Regions from separate parts of the Mus musculus genome. Here region 1 is linked to region 2. Evidence: chromatin contacts called from public HiCAR-type data. All regions are on one chromosome and are shown on one strand. Each heading gives the region's core, a stretch centred on a gene start, on an enhancer-like site or on the middle of the called end of the contact. The rest is flanking DNA. Distances are from core to core; before and after follow the strand shown. Region 1 has its middle 17 kb from the start of Ubr5. Region 2 overlaps Ywhaz (tyrosine 3-monooxygenase/tryptophan 5-monooxygenase activation protein, zeta polypeptide).

The links. HiCAR-type assays count read pairs that join an accessible place to other places.
Region 1: a HiCAR-type map of astrocytes shows a contact between it and region 2, with 2.0 times the contacts expected there. The contact joins two enhancer-like sites. A contact is called at or near these places in 1 of 39 promoter capture datasets (liver), 2 of 484 Hi-C or Micro-C datasets (CD8 T cells and muscle stem cells) and 2 of 115 datasets of contacts at active chromatin or transcription factors (T-cell acute lymphoblastic leukemia and astrocytes).

The regions. Positions count from the first base shown.
Region 1 is chr15:38,092,607-38,099,880 of GRCm38.p6, forward strand. No RefSeq gene overlaps it. Among named protein-coding and RNA genes, the nearest start is that of Ubr5, 17 kb to the left of the region's middle. Within about 2 kb of position 3,840, at least 8 of the 459 cell types and tissues checked have an H3K27ac peak or open chromatin away from gene starts, as enhancers often do. A contact at or near this core is called in astrocytes, where this site is marked.
Region 2 is chr15:36,782,523-36,789,364 of GRCm38.p6, forward strand. All of the region lies in intron 3 of Ywhaz (tyrosine 3-monooxygenase/tryptophan 5-monooxygenase activation protein, zeta polypeptide), which reads right to left. Among named protein-coding and RNA genes, the nearest start is that of Ywhaz, 8.6 kb to the right of the region's middle. Within about 2 kb of position 3,064, at least 38 of the 459 cell types and tissues checked have an H3K27ac peak or open chromatin away from gene starts, as enhancers often do. A contact at or near this core is called in astrocytes, where this site is marked.

The sequences.
Region 1 (7,274 bases), core at 2,590-5,089, 1.3 Mb after region 2:
GACCGTTTTTAATTAACTACGTGGCCTTAGTTAACTAGCTTTGTTATTATTGTTATTTTTTTCAAGATGGTTTCTCTCTGTAGTTACAGCTGTCTTGGAACTCACTCTGTAGACCAGGCTGGCATTGAACTCAAAGATCCGCCTGCCTCTGCCTCCAGTGCGCCGGGATTAAAGGGCGTTAGTAACTTGCCTAACTATCTTCTCCTTGGGTTTTATTTTGCTTCCTTCTGTTTTATTTATCTTTTCTGTTTGTTTTGGCTTTGAGTGTAAGTCTTCAATCAGAGTTTCTGCCCCATCTCTCAGGACTCCAAACCCCATGGTGAGAGGTAGATGGGAGAGATTACAGATACCTCAACAAAATGTGCTTATAAGTCAGCCGGCAAAAGGCACACATTAAGTGGTGGCCATTTAGGAATGGCCAGGACCCATCGGATCCTAGGGGTCATTTAATCCCATGCCCTCGTCCTTAAAAGAATCTGAGGCTTGGGAGTTAAACTGCCCACTGATGCATGGCTGGGTCATGCCACCCTGATAGATCCACCTCTCCAGGTTAGGACTCCAAAGCTCTTGAGGGCTCTCCAGATAGGCCTTGGCAGCTGAAGGTGCCCTCTGACATGGTAATGACTTACAAGATGAGGTAACAACATCTCATTTCTGTGCCCTGTGCTTGGCGTTATACTGGCACTGGAAGCTGGCAGTGAGAAATGTGCGTGTTGTCCTTGCCCTGTAGCTTCTTTCGAGTCTGGAGATTCCCAAGACCAGGCTTGGCAGCTGCCACCAAGACCTTGAACCAGTACCAGGTATTCCTGGGCCCCGCCCTGCTGGTGACTCCACTGATATGGATGGGATCTGTGTTTTTTTTTTTTTTTTTTTTTTTTTATCTATTTTCTTTTTTTTTTTTTTTTTTTTTTTTATATTTAAAACATTTTATGGGATCTGTGTTTTTAACACTGTCCATAGGAGATTGTCGTGAGCAGCTAGGGTTAGATCCTACAAACCTGGTAAGCCATCCCAAAACTACTTAGCTGTGTGTGTGTGTGTGTGTGTGTGTGTGTGTGTGTGTGTGTGTGTGCACCCAGAGGTCAGAAGAGGGCATCAGATCCCCGAGAGCAGCGTGGATTGTTAACTTTCGAGCCTTTTGAGCCATCTCTCCAGGCCCCTCTACCTTACTTTCTGAGCTACAGTCTCTCACTAAATCTGGAATTCAGTGTTTCAGCTAGCCTGCCTACCAGAAAGTGCCCAGGACCCACCTGTCTCTGAGCCCAGTGCTGGGCTGACAAGGCCTGACCCAGGTACTGGGAATCTGAACTCACAACCTTATGTTTGCACAAGCAATCTACCCACAGAGGGGGCTGGTGAGATGGCTCAGTGGGTAAGAGCACCCGACTGCTCTTCCGAAGGTCTGAAGTTCAAATCCCAGCAACCACATGGTGGCTCACAACCATCTGTAACAAGATCTGACGCCTTCTTCTGGAGTGTCTGAAGACAGCTACAGTGTACTTACATATAATAAATAAATCTTTAAAAAACAAAAAAAAACAAAAAAACAAAATCCCCCCTCCCTTTCAAAAAAAAAAATCTACCCACAGAGCCATGCTGCCAGCCATACAACCTGGCTCTTAGAGGTGAAAAAGTAAAATGAGAGAACTTGGCGGATGCCACAGACTGATGCGGTCTCTTCAAAGCCCAAGCATCCATTAGACAAATGCAGAGCTCCCACTGAGGGCCAGGCAATGAGCTAAAAGCTAGAGATACAAAGAATGGCAGTAGTGTCTCTGCTCTCAAGGACTTAGTGTTGGGGGGAGGAGGGGTTGTAGGAGGAGGAAGGAGAAGAAGAAATAATCTTGGTAATTTATTCTAATAATGAGAAGTACTATAAAGTGTAAACAAGTGCTCTACAGGCAATAGAATGCAGAATGCATAGAGTGTAGCCAGGGCAAGTCTACTTTTGACTGACAGGAACAATTTCATATGCCTAGGTTTTATAGGTGAGGGTTAGAGAAAGGTCAAGTTCTGCCTCACAGGATGAAATGGGAAGTTGGTCTCACACGAGAGGCATGGCCAACACGAGAAAGACTGGTGGCAGGGCTTGACGGAAGCAGTGTCTCTGAGAACTCATGGAAGAAGACTGGGAAGAATCTCCTCACAGACAGCTCTTCATATTTCCCTCCTTTCTCCTCCTGCGTTGAAATCCAGTTCCTTACAGGCCGGTGCCTTCTCTGCTCAGAGCCCTTTACGGGAAGGACTGAGTCAGAGCGCAAGCAACATACTCATCTTTTCCGTCCAACAGCGTAAGGCCAGTACTTTCCACAAGGAATTCAAGTCTTTCTTTATCCACCCTCTCCACTCCAGCATACACACACACACACACACACACACACACCTTGTAAACCTTTTAAGGCTTACACAAAGGCTCTACAGCATTCTCAGAAAGTAAGAGATGTTAAGTGGCTGACCCTGCCTTTCCTTCATTTCCTTTGCACAGGTTCACAGGTTCTTTTCAAGCTAGACAATCTCAGAAAGAGGTTGAGGTCAGACCTGGGCCATGGGAAGAAGATAGTCTCACCACCTGAGTTAGAGTAAAACCAAGGACACAGCCTGCCCCATGCCTGCACCTCTGCTTTTGTGAGCAACAAATCCTCTTGATCAGGACAGCTGCCTTGTGTAGACACTTGAGCTGGAGTGCTTGGTCTCTCTATAGTAACTGACTTCTAATATCTACCCTTGGGCTTCCTACTAGTGTGCTGTTGTTGCTCATACTGCCTCAAGTGAGTTTTTCCACATAGAAAATGAATAGTCAATAACTGCTATCTCATTTTTATTTTCCATTTAGGTGTAAGACTGTATAGTAAATTGAGCTGGAAAGATAGCTGAGCAGTTAAAAGTGTGTACTGTGCATGTAGAAGGCCTGGGTTTGTCTCCCAGCACAGGCAGGTCACAGCCACATGTACCTCCGGCTACAGGGGGTCTGATGTCCTCTACTGGCTTCTGATAGCACTTGCACTGATGTGTATATACTCAGACACACAAAGACAAAATTAAATAAGGTTATTTTAAATTGTTCTAGGTAACTAGTATAGGGCTTGGGGTATAGGTAGCTTAGTATGGGTTAAGTAACATCTTTGTCCCAGGATACCTTTTAGCTCCACTTCACAAACGTAACACTTTACCACTGCCAGGGGCACTGTGTGCTTTGAAGGTGCCCTCTGGCTATGTGGGGAGCCAGGGGGCACAGTGCAGCTCTGGGCATGGCTTTAGGTTGCTCCAGTGTTTATGCTACAGAAATCTCCCAACCCACCAGCCCAAGCAGACCTTCATCTGGTCACCTGCAAGTCCTGCTTCCTGTGGGAACAGCTCTCAGCCACTTGTCCAGTTTCCCGTGCTTACCCTGTGAGGCCTCAGTTCTCTGTCAGACTCCCTCTCATTGTTGACCTTCCTTCCTGAAGGGGAAATAATCCCTCAGACTTACCTCACTGCTCTGTTTTCCAGACACAGACATGGCCATGAGGGTTGATGTTAGGCCCAGCCTGGCCATCCCTATACGACTTAGAAGCTAGGTATTCCAAGTCATGAATTCCCCAGGTGTATAAGTGAACTTCATCCCGCTACCTTCTTTCTTTCTCTTTCTGCTTCTACTGTTTATGGGGGACAGGGGTTACTACACCGCTGCATCTCTCTCAGTGTCTGGGAGGAATGCTAATACATGCATTTGCCCGGTTCTTTGCAAGCTACACAATGACATTACATATACAAACATATTTTAGTCTCCTTAGAGTCCTGCAGAGAAGGGATGATCATTCCTTCTTTCCAGCCGAGCGATGATAAATGACTTGTCTGTGACCACACAGTCAGAAAACACAATTGGGCCTTGAAGCCAGCTTCTGATTCTCAGTCCAGGGTTGTTACTATGAAACCCACCGAGGAATGCAGATTTCCTGGGCTTACGATCCATTAGAAATCATGGGAAGAGCTGTTTGCCAGAGTGGTTTCCAGATACTTACAATACAGCTTTGTACAGATTTCATTCTGCCAACATCTGTGACTAGAATGTTCTAGCCTGGCGCCTTTTATGGGTCATAGCTTTAACAACTATATGTGCCCAGGCCCCACATTGATGCCCTTTCTGAACAATGTATGTCTTTAACTTGTTATCACTCCTGGGGTTGTAGTAGTGTGCACCCTGTGAACGGGCTGCCCGGTGATCACTGTGTACCAATTACCTGATAATGAAAGATCAGCGTCTGAATCATACTCACAACCAAAGCTTTGCGAGCCTGCTATGTTGGCCCATGCCTATAATCTCAGCTCTCAGGAGGTAGAGCCAGGAGGAACAGGAGCTCAAGGCCATTTTTAGCAGTTTGCAGTCAACCTATATTACTTAAGAACCTGTCTCAAAAGTAGATGAAAGAGAGGGAGGAAGGGAGGGAGGGAAGAAGGGAAGGAAGGAAGGAAGGAAGGAAGGAAGGAAGGAAGGAAGGAAGGAAGGAAGGAAGGAAGGAGACTAACTAGCCAACAAACAAAACATTTGTAACGTTCCTGGACCCATGTATGTAAGGTAAGTAACATTACCACCTCCACTTTACAGACAATAAGAAACAATATCAGAGAGTGAATACTTCTCACGGGCACACAGCAAACTGGCTATTAGGCAAATCTTATGATTCTAAATCAGAAGAGTCTAGAGAGTCTATGTATATCTAGATAAACATGTAGACTAGAAATCTGTATAATTAACATGTAACGTTACACCTTCATGTAATAATTTAATTTTCAACAGCCCCTATGGGTGATACTGTTATTACTAATCATCTTAACATTTAAAATTCTCAGCCATATTATCACCATACCCTCAACTTTGGTGTTAAGTGTTAGTTTCTTTAAGATTGAAATGTTCTATCTTGCAAGGAAGACTTTAAGACGGAAAGTTTAAAAAAATAAAAAACTTCAGGAAGTTCCTGAAACTGACCAGATTCACTAGCCGCCCCCCCCCCCCAAAAAATTAACAATAAACCTGGAGAGAGAGCTTTTGTTCAGACAAGCCAAGCTGTAAAGAAGACTCTGAGGCTAGACCAGCTGCCTAGAAGAAGCAAAAACCAGCTGAGCCACGTGGAAGACATTTATACCAACTAAATCCCTTGGAAAGGACACTCTACAACCTGTTGAGCTGCTTGTTAGCTGTGCAGTATGCTTCAGGTTCCCAGCTTTTGTGAGCTGTCACCCATGCTGGGGTGGGCTTTGGTGATGCAGCTGTCTTTGAGTCATTTCTGCTCCTGTAAGTCATTCCTCATCCATACTCCTGCAGGTAACCTCTATAAAACTCATTAGTTCACCAAGTTGGACTTTAGTGGTAACCATACTTTGATTTGTTGTGAAAGTGTTGTCACAGAACACTTGGGTGATATTTATTTATTCAGCAGATGGTTTGACTTATGTGTAAGTGTCTATATTCTTTACTGTGGCCAGAGCCACTCAGGATTTTTCTGGTTCCTAGAACTAACAGAATGGATACATTATATTTATAACTAGATGAGAAATGACAAGAGCAGATATGCTGACCTTGTTCTTTATGATCACAAGTGGGTGACAAGGGTTACAGATGGGAAATGACCTAAAAGCCAAAAATAGTAGGTTCACAAATAGCACCAAATGCTTTAATTAGTGGCTGTTCCTACAGACTAGAAAATAGATCTTAGATACTCTGTAAGGAACTATGGCCTAGCCTCGTCTGTGAGCCTTGAGCACACACACATGATGCCTGTCATTATGAGTGATGTCACCCCCAAATCCTGAGGAGGAGAGGGCTACAGGGCCAGGGCTGTCAAATCAACAAAGGAATAAAGGTTGGCTCTCCTGCCCTCTGACTGAACTCAAGGTCTCAAGTGTAAGGAAATCAGCATTTCAGAATTTTGTTGTATTATTTGTTTGTTTAGATAATATATCTATTATGTAGCTCTGACTGTCCTAGAACTGTATGTAGACCAGGTTAGCCTTATATCCACAGAGACCCTCCTGCTGGGGTTAAATATGTGTGCCATCATTTCCAGTGGAATTTCATAATTTCAATGAGGAAAGGGTTACACACGTATCAGTCCTTCATTTCTTCCTCCTCTGTATGCTATCTTTTCTTCACAATTACATGTAAACCCAAGAGGCTAAATGCAGAGAGTAAAGTATGCGTTGGTGGACTCGGGCACGATTTTTATCTTAGTTTTTCCCCTGTTTGCTATGATAAAACACCCTAACAAAAGTAACTTTAGGGAGGAAGAGTTTATTTAGCTTACAGTACCAACTTAAAGTCAGGGTGGCAGGAACTTGAGTCACTAGTTACATCCACAGTCAAGAACAGAAACATGCCAGAAATAGTAGCCACCTTTAATCCCAGCACTGGGGAGGCAGAGGCAGGCAGAGTCTGAGTTCAAGGCCAGGCTAATCTACATGGTGAGTTGCCATATAGCCAGAGTTACATAGTGAAACCCTGTCTTGAAAAAAAAATAATAATTTAAAAAAAAAAAAAGAGGGCTGGTGAGATGGCTCGGTGGGTAAGAGCACCCGACTGCTCTTCCGAAGGTCCAGAGTTCAAATCCCAGCAACCACATGGTGGCTCACAACCATCTGTGACGAGATCTGATGCCCTCTTCTGGTGTGTCTGAAGACAGCTACAGTGTACTTACATGTAATAAATAAATTAAAAAAAAAAAAAGAAGAAGAAGAAGAAAGAAAGAAACAGAAAAAAATGCTTGCAAGTTTATACTCTGCCCACTTCTCTCTTAATCTGAGAGTCCCTTTCTAAGGAATGTTGTCACTCGAAGTGGACAGATTTTCAACTACAATTAATGTAATCAAGATAGCTTCCCACAAACATGCCCACAAGCCAACCTGATGCTGATAATCCTTCATTTAGACTTCCCTCTCAGGTGATTTTACATTGTGTCAAGTCAACAAAACCAACCATCAAAAGATTGCATCCCTAAAGTGGCAAGACTGCTTCAACTCTAGATTCCCCTGACTTTTGTCCCGTATGACTCCTACTAGTCAGTGGTACTGGGATGATGCTGACAGACAAACTGCCAGGATACAGGCTTGATTTTTGACCTTTTTCAATGAGAAGCATATCTAAGGGGTATATAGAAGTGGAGAGAGCATTTATTCTCTCTGAAGACAATCTATTAACCCAGTGGCTTTACAGCCATCATTAAGACCCAACAAGGGCATTAAAAATCTTAGCAGAAGCAGTGTGAATGCAAGACTATGAGAGATGAGGAGAGAGTTGAGGA
Region 2 (6,842 bases), core at 1,814-4,313:
AACAGTGTTTATAACCTGCACACATTAGTCTGTAAATTCCCAGCTCTTCCCCCATCAAATCTTTAAAAAAATGTTGAAGCAGCTTCCCCTGCCTTACTTCTATTTGTGTACAAGTCATTTTCCTCTCTAGTTGAGACTTAGAAGCAGAAGATTTTTATATCTTCTTTTCTATGACACAGGGTTTACAAAATAATGGGCAGTCACTCAATAAATATTAACTATAGGGCCGTTAAGTCTGCGCAACTATCCTAACTTTCACTCCTTACCATAAAAATCCACACAGAAATGTCCTCTGTGGGGCATATCATTATCTTTGTGATATGATTAAAGAGTCTGATGATAATGCTCTCAGATGAGAGCTAAGGACAACTGGAAGGAGAGCCATTACGGAAAAAGAGCATGGTTCCAAGTATGTGAATCCTTAACTGTAACTAAAGTTGTTTATTCTGCCAAAACAACTGGCCTCTGGGTTGACTGGGATCCAAGCATGTCACTTTAAACTGAGCTACGATTCTTATTAGCTTTAAATTTATTTTGCATACAGATATTCTGCCTGCCTACATGTTGTACACATGTACACTTGGTGCCAGCAGAGACCAAGAAAAGGTGTCAGATCCTCTAGGTCTGGAATTACAGAGAGTTCTGAGCTACCATGTAGATGACAGTAATGTACTTGAGTTTCATTACCTGAGTCCTCTTGAAGATTAGCCAGTGAGTGGCTCTTAACTGTTGAGAAAAGATCAAGCCCAAGTCAATGACCAGCTAGCCACAGCACTAAAAAACTCTTTTCATGGCTAGAGAGAGATGGCTCAGAGCACTTGTTTTTACAGAGAACCTGACTTGTCCCCCACGGCCCACATGGTAGCTCACAACTGGAGTCCCAGGAAATCCAATATCCTCATCTGGCTTCTTTTGGCACAGACAAATGTGGTACAGGCAGGACATTATACAAACAAAATACTAAGTCTTTTTTTTTTAAAGAGATATTATAATTTTTGGCCATCAAGACAGAGCTGGGTGTAGTGTATCACATGCCTTGATATCTAAAATAATCTGAGGTCAGCCAGGCATACAGCCAGACCTTGTCTTAAAAAAACAAAACACTTATATGAGGTCAGCTAGATGGCTCAGAGGGACAAAGGTGTTTGACAGCAAGCCTGAGCACAGGGCTCTAAAAGGGGTGGGAAATTATCCTACTCATCCTAACTCCACTCTCAAAGATGGGTGTGTGTGTGTGTGTACACATACGTGAGTTTTTAAGTGTAGAACATGTTGAACAATTAAGAGTAAATTTATCCTTAATAAGGTATAACTAGGTACTGCCCAGGAATGTCCTGTATACATCTATGGAAATGAATGAAAAAAGGTGGAACCAGTAAGCTGGCAGCACTGAAGGTACCAGTAGTTTTCACAAGAGGATCAGGAGAAGCTATTTCAAGAAAACAAATTGGCCTTGAGCAGAGACAGCTATTCTAGGAGCCCTACAAACATGAGCTCCATTTATCCTTCATTTGAAACTGTTATGGTACTGAAGGCTATGGGATCTAAGATGAAGACACAGTAGGGAATCCCAAGCATCCTAAACAAACTTAAGCTTACTAGAAGTTCAATGGATTATGGACTAATGCTGATCCAACTTAGTTGACATTAGAACATCCTTAATTTTGACTCTGAAAACCCCACACTTCAGCATGAATATGCCAAAGATCATCTTTTTCCTAGAGCCAAAAGAAAGTGTCTGTTACTTGGTACTCTCAAGATTATACAGTCATGGCTGTTTCTAGACAAGCTCTCATTACAGTCAAGAAAAAGTCTCTCACAACTTAAAGATGCCCCAGAAGTCAAATCCAATTCTGCAAAAATATAAATTATTTCTACATAATCCTTGTACATTATTGGTGTTCTGTCTGCATTTACGTCTGTGTAAGAGTTTCAGATCAGTGGAACTGGAATTACAATTTTGAGCTGCCATGTGGGTCCTGGAAATTGAACCAGGATCCTCTGAAAGAGCAGCCAGTGCTCTTAACCACTGAGCCATCTCTCAAGTCCCCTAAATTATTATTAATGAGCTGAAGGAGAAAAAAATATTTTGTCAAATTGACACAAGCTAGTGATCTGAGATGAGGTAATCTCCTTAAAGAAAATGTCTCCATAAGATCAGGCTGCAGGTAAGCACGTACGGCATTTTTCACGGGTGAGGGTGAGGGCCTAGCACAGGGGGTGGTGCTGATAAGAAAGCATGCTGAGAAAGCTAGGAGTGGCAAGCCAGCTCTCATCCATGGCTTTCATCAACTCCTGTCTCCAGGTTCCTGCCCTGACTTCCTTCAATGCACACAGGAGTATAAGTCAAATAAATACCTTTCCTTAGTTGTTCTGGTCATGGTGTTCATCACACAAATAGTAACCCTAATTAGGACAGCAGTTGGTATCAGGATAGCGGGGTATTGTTTTGGGGAGAATTGTGAAAGGACTTTGAAGAGAAAAGCCCTTGAGTGTTCAAAGCTTGGTGAGCTGCTCTGTGGGAGCTTGGAAGAAAAGTGTTGAGAAAAATGCAGATCATGGAGGCCCAGTTTATGAAGTTCCAGAGAGTAAAGCCCTGCATATCAGCTATTTTGAATTAAGATTCTGTGGTCTGGGTAAGCTGGGGAAGAAAACTCTCAGCTGTGACTAACAAGAGATCAGGCACCATTTAACTTTTTTCTCTACTGGAACAAGAGATGCTAGTTATCTAGAGATGAGAAATTAGCAATGATGAATTAAGAGACCAACATCACTGAAGTAAAATTTCCTGAAGTGTATCCTGGGAAGCTGTGTTTCCAGGGCAGCCAAGGTTGTACCATGCATAAGCTGGCAGAGAAACTTGGTAGTTTAAGAGTCAGTCACCTAGATAGTTCAGTGGCAGTTGAAGGCCCAGGACTGAAGAGAGCCTATGACAGGCCATTGGTCAAAGTACAGGCCAGTCTCAGCAGAAGACCCCAGCATTTTGGAGATGCCAGTACTGTGGGATGACCACAAAGACAGCAGGAGCTTTGGAGTGGAGCCAGACTGAGCCTAGAAGACATGCTGTGTGTGCTGCAGAGGGTAGAGCTGTAGAAGTGACCCAAGACTCTTGGAGGGGCCCAGAAGACAGTGAGTGAATCCTAGATAGTAGGCATTGATCTATTTATACTTTACAACTTTGGATTCCGTTTGATTGTGACTGTGTCCTGGTCCTCCCCTCTTGAATTAAGAAAGTATTCAATTTATTTTTGATTTTACAGGAGCTCACAGTTGAAACTTTGAACTTTTAGAGAATTTGGAATTTTACAAGGACTTTGGATTTTAAGAGATTGAGCTTTCAAGTGTTTGAATTTTTAAAGGCTGTGGAACTTAAATTTTGAAACGTTTGTAACAAAACACTGATACCCATATGTGATCATGGGGAAGAAAAAGGTTAAGGCTTAACGGTGATGTGTGTCAAGTTGACAAGAGATCGGTCAATTGTTCTGGCTAGTTTTATAGCAAACTGTCACAAGCTAGAGTTATCTGAAAGGAGGGAGCCTAGATTGACATCCAGCTGTAGTGCATTTTCTTAATTATCGATTCTTGGGGGAGGTCTTAGCTCATTGTGGGTAGTTGTCTATTAGAAGTGGTTCAACCTGTGGGTTGGGAACCCTCCACAGGAATTACCAAAGACCCATCAGAAAAATTCGTAACAGTAGCAAAATTACAATTACCAAGTAGCATCAAAAATAGTTTTACAGTTGGAGACCACAACATGAAACCGTATTAAAGGGTAGCGGCAGCACTAGGATGGTTGAGAGCACATGGTTCTACAAGAAAGCGGGCCGAGCAAGCCTGGAGCCAGCCAGCTCCCTTCCAGGGTCTCTGTATCAGCTCCTGCATCCAGTGTACACCTTTCCTAAGTGTTGCTTTATCACAGCAACAGAACACACCTCTGGGCATTCTAGGTTTAACTGCAAAGGCAAGATTCACCCTAATGTCAGCAGCACCATCATCTCATGGGTGGGGATGATAGTGAATGGAACATCAATGCTTATCCCTACTGCCTGACTACAGACACAACGGGACCAGCTGCTTTGAACTACTGTCACCCCAAATGATTGTACTCAAAATGGTGGACCCAAATAAGCCTTCCCTTCCCAAAGTTACAATGAGAAAAAGAACTAATATAGTTTCTTCACCATTCTCTCTTTATTGGGGGTACAGGTGGGAGAGGAGTGCTTTGTTTCTAGCCAAGATTTCACTCTGTAGCCTTGGCTGGGCTTAACCTCAGCCTGGCTCTGCCTCTTCAGTGCTTGGGATGAAAGGTATGAGTCACCAGATCTGAAGTTCTTCTAAGACAACCACTATTATGTTTTCTCTACTCCGTACAAAGTTTGTGTCACCTCTTTGTAAAGGTTTTTGGTGACTTTTAGAGTTCTTAGTCCTCTAACATTCAAGATCTGGCCCTGCCCATTTCTCCTCCTAGTCCCAGCTCTTGGGGAAATTACTGAAAGTGGGTTTTTGGTTGTGTGTGGTGTTTTTTTAAAAATATACAAAGGCTTTCTGTTGACTAACATTCAACAATGGCTGATAGAACAGCTCTTACAGAAAGCTTCATTTAATATGTCAAATTAAACTTTACTTAATTGAGAAGAATGTTTAAGCTGATTTCATGATAAACACTGATGCCCAAAACTTAGATACAATGTCTGAGGCAAGCTAGATTTTCTAACCACTCCAATGTCCCTTGTTTCTAAAAGCAATCACAGGCTTTTATTGTTTTCTTATAGCTTTATTGTTGTCAAATTTATGCCATCACACATGGCCTATCACACATTTAAGTTCTCATTTTAAACTCCCATCTTATTGAAGATACACTTTACAAACATGGAATATGCAAGGAAATTATTTCTGAACTCATCTGTACAGTGAAAGCAAAGATCTGAATGTCATATGAATAATAGGCAATTGGACACATATCTGTTTTAGTTAAAGATAAATCTTTAAAGCCAACTATGATCACCGCATGCAACGATAAATCAATGTGCTTATGTTTAAAAAAACAAAAAACAAAACACAAAACCTCTATCCCAACATGGTTGATTTCCTACTGACTGAATTTAAATTCAAGGCGTATAAATGCCTTTTCTGGAACAGGTTGAAGGGCTGGGCTGTCGGTTCAGAAGTGACACATCTCCTCTCCTCAGCCTGTAAGGCTCCTGTGGTCCTTTTCATCCTGCTCTCACCTGAATTCACCCTGCCCCACTCAAGTCTTGTCTGCACATGCCCACACTCTGTCTTACAGGTAACCTTAGGTATTGCTTGCAGGTGATGTGCAGTGTTGGGTGTTTCTATTCTGGACCCCAAACAAGCACCACCTCCTCCCCCTCAGCATATTCCCCCACCCCCTTCATTCTCATCTCAGACTTCTCAACTCTATGAAACTCCTCACTGAGTACCGTCTCATAAGATGAGAAACCTTACCAAAGACACTTACAGTTACCTGCTACTCTTCCTGGACGGCACTCAATCTACTTGGTCATCTTAGTTCTTTCAATGCTAAAATACTGAAAGCCACACATGACAATGCCACATATATACTCATCTAGAAAGCAGTAAAATAGGTTCCAATGACCATATTCTTCTGTGAAGTCTTTTCTCTGAATAGGAGCCACTTAGTTATTTTCAGCTAACATAAAGACTATATAGCAATTTTTTAAGTCCAAGACACATACTGACACACGCACACAAAAGCAAGCTGCCTGGTTTCTTATCTTGTTCCTGCACTAGTTAATAAATAGTAATTCTGAGGGCTAGAGATAAAATATGTAACAACTGCACCTCACAAAGAGCTTCACCTCACTCCTCCCCACAACAACTCCATGGGCAACACACACATTATTCCTTTTAAATTGAACTCAAGTTTTCTTTTACTGTAAAACTAGTTTAAATTAAAAAACCCAGCCCCTCAGCTTTCCATATCACAATATATTTAAAGTCTGAAATAGGTTTTTAGTAATTATTAATCTATTGTATTATGACTTACATGAACTACCCCACTTGGGACTGTATTTTTTGGGTTTATGAACAATGATTAGATATCTCTAATGACTGGGGCCTCTCACTTATGAAGGGAGTTTGGTCTACACAGTCAATACTGCAACTCCCAACAAGAGGAAAAAGAAAGAAAACGTCTCCTTTTAAAATGATACACATTAAGCACTTGATAGAGGCATATAGCTAGACTGGGGTGTTCAAGAGTATTTTTTCTCAGCTAATACAAACAACTAGAACAATTAAGTTCTACTCACATTGATGCTATAGGTCAACAGCAGCGAAAGAACCACACTCAAGATTTCATAAAGCACAATGGTGCATTTTCCCCACTAAGGTTAAGTCTTGGCTAATTTTACTCTTCTATTTCACTAGAAAGGGAAGAAAGAATTTTATAAAAACTATTTTGAGTCACCACTGCTTCTTTGAAAAAGCCAGGTAGGAAGCCCACTTTATTTACTGAGCCTTCTCAAGCTGAAAAGCAAAACAAAGCCTTGGAATGCCAGCAGGACTGCTGACCTAATTCTATAGCCCTCTTTCTCAAGAAACCTTTCAATGGTATCTGAGCATTAATATGTAATAAACCAGAGCTGTACTTTTGAAAAGATCAAGACTAGAGGCAAAAACCTGTTCACAATTCTCTAAGTCACATGTGTGGGAAAGAAATTAAGCTTTCAAGGGGAACCCCTGACTCAGACCTTGTGAAAAGCTGGAACCATCCTGATGGAGACACACTCATGCAGGCAGGAAATGACCAGAACCCCTTCATACCCTTAATAGAGGCTATTTAGAGATAACTTCAG